Regions from separate parts of the Macaca mulatta genome. Here region 1 is linked to region 2. Evidence: chromatin contacts called from public Hi-C data. All regions are on one chromosome and are shown on one strand. The core of a region is the stretch at or near the end of the contact, and the rest is flanking DNA. Distances in the headings are between cores, read along the strand shown.

Region 1 (3,064 bases), core at 251-2,750, 36 kb after region 2:
AAGAATACAGAGATTTCTATGCTTATATTTCCAAATTAGCACAGGGCAACAGATTCTGATTTTAGAATAATCACCCACATATCAAATAGTTCACTGGTACTATTTAAAATAATAAGTAGGCCGGGCGCGGTGGCTCAGGCCTGTAATCCCAGCACTTTGGGAGGCTGAGGCAAATGGATCACCTGAGGTCAGTTCTAGACAAGCCTGGCCAAAATGGCGAAACCCCGTCTCTACTAAAAATACAAAAATCAGCCGGGCGTGGTACCTTGCTCCTGTTGTCCCAGCTACTCGGGAGGCTGAGGAAGGAAAATTGCTTGAACTTGGGAGGCGCAGGTTGCAGTGAGCCGAGATCGTGCCACTGCACTCCAGCCTGGGCGACAGATCAAGACTTCATCTCAAAAAATAAATAAATAAATAAAAAATATATAAAATAACTAACATTGTTTTAATTAATGCTAGATCTGGGACCGAATTCAGCAGAAAAGATGAGCGAATGAGATTTTGCTACACTGAAGTTTCTGAGTGTCTACAAAAGTCTTAATTACGAACTAATTTTTTTCTTACATTTCAACGTACTTCAAAACTACGTCAGAGGCCTTAAAGAAAATTTTATTTGTTTTTGTATGCAGTGGGGGCAGGCTGTCTTAAAAAGGAAAGTATGTATGAAAGTATAAGGAACTCATAGTGACATAAATGTTTTAAATTCTTTGGAGAAATGTGTTTGATAACAATGCAACATTGTTATAAAAGTAGTGGTCTTTGTTTTCTCAGTTGGAAATAGGTCAAAATTTTTAAAAGGCTTCTTGAAAAACAGTTGTTTCTTAGGAAATCTCATGTCTTTGCTAAGACCAAGTCAACATAAGGGGGAATTCAACGCGATCTGAGGCGTAAGTTAAAGCAGATCATGAACTCTTGCAGCAAACCTGACCTACAAGCTTGCCCTCGACCAGCATAGGCCACGAGCTACAAGGGGTCTGAGACAGTAAGGCCCGAAGTCCACCGAACTCAGTTTCAAATCCCCGTGGTCCCCGCAAAAAGGGAGACGCGCTCTTCCGCTCGGGGGCTACAACTGGCGCTGGGGAACGGTGATGCAGGACCGAAAAGACAAGCGCAGCCAGGCAGGCCACTGCGGCCAGCGTCAAGCTGACCGGGTATCCCCGCGGCCGGACCGCCGGTCTCAGAGAGAGTCACAGAGCAGACGGGTCACCGAGATAACGCGGAAAAAACCGCCCCGCATGCCGGAGGATAACGAGAGCTGCCGGGCTGACGTTACCTCTACCCACTGGGCCGCGGCGTCCCCTTCGGCTGGGCGAATTTGCAGCCGGGCGTGCAGGCACTGCTGCAGGAGCGCCCGGGCCTGAAGCATCCGGCTAGTCTCAGCCATGGCTTAGGCCCGCGCCGCGGCCGGACGCTTACTGGGCCGCGTGTCGCAGGCCCCTTCCTCGACGCGCAGGCGGCGCAGACGGGGCGGGGCACGACGAAGGGACTGCCCCGATCGCCCAGTGGCCCCGCCCTTCTAGGGGCGGGGGCTCGGCCCGACTCTCGGATGTCCCGGATGTGCGATCTTGGAGGGCGGCGTAGCGCTAAGCTGCTCCGCAGCTCCTGCCCAACTCTGCAAAAGGCGCTCAGTGTATACTTTTATTAAACGACTGAAAAGACTCGTTAGATCTCTTTCCTACAAACCTTTTAAGAAACATTTTTCACCTCAGAAAGCTTAGATTCCAACTGTTGAAAAATTTTAAATCTGCTTGATTTAAATTCATGTTATGCCCATATGAAAGTGAGTAAACAAATAATTGAATCAAAGAGCAAGCGGAGATGGAACTAAAAGCTATATATACATCCTTCACAATTTTCCTTATTCCAATCAATAAAACAATGCTGCCTTCTCTATCGGGAATGCTATAAATCATTCTGATTCCACAGTTGTGAAAAGGTATTGGTATGCTATATGAATACACATTCTTTAGGAGATATCCTTGTTAAAAATGTTCTTATCCAAGAAAGTGTGATTGTTAATAACTTAGCCCGCTACTAATACAAAAATGAAACAGTTTATTCTGATGCATATGATGTAAATTCTGTGATGCGTTTTCTGGAAGTACATATGAGAATGTAAATAAAACTAAACAAGGGCTTGATTTTCTTTCCCATGTAACGTATTCCTTAAACATGCATCAGATTAGCATTTATTTTTCTATGGGCTTGGATGGTCTAGATGAGGAATAATAGTGTTACCCTGATTGCATTACCCAGGTCATTGATTTGGGCCAGTTGACACAATGTGCCTATACATTCGGATCTGTTGTTTAAAAAGATGACATCACTGACAGTGTTGCTATCCATACAAAGTAGTGTGACTGAAGAAAATAATCCATGTATAATCAACAGTCCTTTGTACACAAAATCGAAGCTGCTTGTTTGCTGGTTATCTTGCAGCCAGGTTTACGCTTTTAGTAAAAACAGAAAGCAAAATGTCACATGATCTCTGATTGCTGCATTGCAAGGATTCCAACATTTGTTGACATTTGTCTGCAAAGCACAGACAAGTTGAATTGCTTCACGTTTGCACCTTTATGTCATTATAACTACTGAGTCTCTTTTCTCTCCGTCTCTCAGATTCAGATTTTACAGGCCTGAAAGAAACTTTGACATACAGACCATTAACTACGTCCCAAAATAAGAGAAGACTTTGGTGTCCGTTTGTATGTGGTTGCAGGAAATAGGGAGGTCTATTGAAAATAGGGTATATGGTTCACAGAGATCTTTCTACAGTGAGGGTGTCTTTAACAAATTGGGAAACCCTTCCTATGAGTAGAATAGATGGAGTATGGATGGTAATGATTAGCTTCTAAAAAATCACTAATTACTTTAAACCTTCCTATTGAGTGAGGATCTCGTGGACATTGCTGTAGGTACAGTAATAGGCTGTGACTCATTTATTTTTTACTTCTATTTGCAGAAGGTAATAGAGAGTAGCCACCAAAGACAGCATTTTCTTTCTGTATGTTATTTTTTGAACACTTAGTTTCATTCTACAAATAATTTAAGAAGGAAGGACATG
Region 2 (3,364 bases), core at 577-3,076:
ATAATTAATGAACCACACAAGACTCAATGGAGCTTTTTAAAAAAATGCAGATGTCATTAAACTGCTTAATTCAGAATAAAATTATTTTAGAATTTAAAAAATCCAGAATTTAACCCTTATGTTATTCATAGTTAAGAAAGATTATTATAAACTGCCTCAACCTTTTTGAAATAAAGCAGGAAGAAAGGTAAGTGCATTGGTTAAAGACAAGTAAAAAAGTAATTTTTTTCTGTAGATAATATATTCATTAGTTTAATGTAGTTAATTTTAATTAATAATTTAAGAATTAAAAAGGTACTTTGGAGTCATGTATTTTCTGTGACTAAAGTCAGATACAATAATGAATAATAATAAAAAAGTGACCTAATCTAACATCCTTAAATAGTGGAGGGAACTTAAGCTAGAATTCAGGTCTCCTGACTTTCAGGTGAGGAGTCTTACTCTCCTATTTTCTAGTTATCTAGGTAAAACAACTGCATTCCAAGGCACAACAAATCCATACTACGGTATTCTCCAACTGTCACTATTCTTAAATCATAAATCCTGCCTGCTTACCAGTTTAAAAAAAAAAAGCCAATGGTATTAAAATGTAACACAAATCTCGGCTTCGATACTTTATCTAAGATCACTTTCTCAAAGACATACTTTCTAAAATGTTTGGAAAATGAAACAAAATTCTCCTCTCCTCATCCAACTAATGCTCAATTCTAACCACACTTCTGCTTTCCCTAGAGCTTAACTAATTTCACTGAGAGTATTTTCTCTGGAAGTTCTTAACTGTACTTGTGGGCCCCTTTTATTCTTCCTTAAACTTTTAACGTCTTTCAGGCTGTAAATTCCTTAAGGGCGCCTAGCCCCCAAAAAAGTGCTGCATATTTGTTCAATAAATGAATGCACATAAAAACAATGGGTAACTATGACCTTTAATGTAGGAGCTCAAGCTATTTTACTATTATCTGAGTTGACAGTCAAGAAAATTATCCCAACTTGCCAGAGGTATCCATTACTGTGATAAACAGGCACTATAAAACGCTTTATAAAGTTTCTAAAGACTTTATAATCACTTGAAATAACGCCGCGTTGGCCGAGAGTAGGGTGAAAGAAAATGTTTCCTCACACTAAGCAAATGCTACCCCAGGAAAAGCTTTCTTTCCTGAAGAGAATTGAAACAGAAGGCAAATATCCACACTCTCCACTGCTCCCTTCTGGGAACTCTCCTTGAAGGTTCCTGCAGAAAACGAACGGGCTTCTAAGGAAGCTCGCCTGAAGGCCGGGCCGGGGCTCCAGCTCCAGGCTGACCACTGGCGCAGCGGACACCGCAGGGCGGGGTCCCGGGAGCGGCGAGCTGGCGGGGCGGGCTCCGACATCCTGACCTTCCCCACACGCCCGGCGACCCCGTCTCCCGCTGGCGGGCAGAGTCCATGCCTACCTGTTGTGCACAGGTGAAGCCAGACTTTCCCGTAGCCCAGGAGGAAGGACGGACGGCGCCGTTCATCAGCCGACCCCGTGCCCCAATCAGCCCCTCCTTGGCGGACTCCAGCCCTTAGGGTCAAGACACCTGGCCCCTCGACCGGTTCTCCCACCGGCTTCTTTCGCGATCACATCGCTGCCGCGACCACCCTCGGGATCCCCGAGAGCTCAACTCACATTGCGGCCCCGGTCCGTCCTCCCTCCCAGCCAACAGGCAGCCCAGACAGCTCCCTCGCGCCCGGAGGTGTCAACGCTCTCCGGATTCCCGACTGCCTGCCTTTGGGGGGTCCTCCTGAGCTCAGCGCCCGTCCCGGTCCCGCAACGCTACCGCCTGCTCTGCTAACTCTAGCAGAATCTGGAATTGCCGGCGGCGGCGACAGCGAGGCAGTGAAGTGGGCGGGGCGCGCGCGGGGCGTGCCCGGAAAGCTCGCAGCCGCGAGTACGGCGGGAGCTAGCGATTGGGAGCGCGCCCTGCGCCGCGCCGCTGGTCCAAGGCCCCACCAGCTGGCCGCCGAGCCATCGAGCGCCCACTCTGGCAGGCGTGACTGCTTCACCGTCGAAAAAGCGATGGAGACTGCGGCCCAAGTTAGGATTAGGACAGCGGTTTTTCAGTCCGGAGATCCGGCCACAACTATTTTTGTCTGTTTTTATAGCAAGCCAGAGTCTTCGGGTGCAGCTCTGGGACATCTAAAGGGCCTGGAGAAATTCAGGCGGGGCCAGTGCCGTGGGTGTAGATGTTAGGCGTGGAAGAGATCCTAGAGAGCCTTGACTCTGAGGACTGAGGTAAAGTGACTTGCTCAAGGTCACATACTAAGTCAGTGGCAGAACTGAGACTAACAACCTCTTACCTCGAGTCATGTGCGTTTTCCCACTACACCCAGCGTTTTAAATGTCATTTTTCAAGTTTCATTTTGAATCAATCTCCAGCTTACAAAAAGGTTGCAAGTATAGTACAAAGAACATTTTTTTTCTTGAATTGAGATTAAATTGCTGACACCATACCACATTGTCCCTAAGCACCTTCTACATAATCACAATATAACCATCAAAATCAAAACATTTACGTAACTCAGCGTTTTACCAATTTTGTCCCAATAATGTTGTTTATGGTAAAAGATTCCGTTCGGAATCAAGCATAGTATTTACTTATGTATCTCCTACTCTTCAAACTGGAACTCTCAGTCTTGTTTTGCCTTTCATATTCTTGACACTTTTAAAGATTCCTGGCCAGTTATTTTTGTAGAATGGCCTTCACTTTGGGTCTGTCTGATATTTACTCGTGATTACATTCAGCTAGGTATGACAGGACTTCAGAAGTCTTGCTGCTTTCTTCTCATGGCATCCTATCAGGTGGCACGATTTAACTTCTCTCATTACAGATGTTTACTTTAATAAGGTGATGTCTGTTAGGCTTCTCCAGTGTGGTTACTTTTTTCCCCCCTTTGTAAATTAATAAGTATTTTGTGAGGGAGACTCTGAAACTCTTTCAAGATATTTGTAGATATCTTGTTTCTTATCTTCAATTAATGTATTTATATTAATTAGTATGGATCCAGAGGTTTCTATTTTGTTAAATGACTTATAATCTGTTTCTTTCTCTCTTTTCTCTCTTTTTTTTTTCTTGAGACAGGGCCTCCTTTGTTGCCCAGGCTGGAGTGCAGTGGCTATTCATAGGTCGATAATGCAATAATGGTGCACACTACAGTCTTGAACTTCTGGGCTCATGTGATCCTTCTGCCTCAGCCTCCCAAGTAAGTAGCTAGGACTACAGGCATGCACACCACCACACCCAGCCAATATTCTGTCTCTATCATTATTTATTTTGATGCTCAATTATCCCAAGTTTGGTGGGTAGGGGCCCCATTCATTCTAGCTTCTGTGATGTGTGTGTGTG

What was found. Hi-C and Micro-C count contacts between places; a contact is called where the count stands out from the background.
Region 1: a Hi-C map of cortical neurons shows a contact between it and region 2, with 7 times the contacts expected there. The contact joins the promoter of DTD2 here to the promoter of HEATR5A in region 2. A contact is called at or near these places in 3 of 14 Hi-C or Micro-C datasets (CD4 T cells, cortical neurons and fetal cortical plate).

What each region holds. Positions count from the first base shown.
Region 1 is chr7:104,573,514-104,576,577 of T2T-MMU8v2.0, forward strand. It overlaps DTD2 (D-aminoacyl-tRNA deacylase 2), which reads right to left and starts at 1,501. Exons shown (of 3, transcript NM_001194671.1): 1 at 1,274-1,501. The coding sequence starts at 1,384.
Region 2 is chr7:104,536,854-104,540,217 of T2T-MMU8v2.0, forward strand. HEATR5A (HEAT repeat containing 5A) reads right to left here and starts at 1,827. Exons shown (of 37, transcript XM_077940876.1): 1 at 1,648-1,827.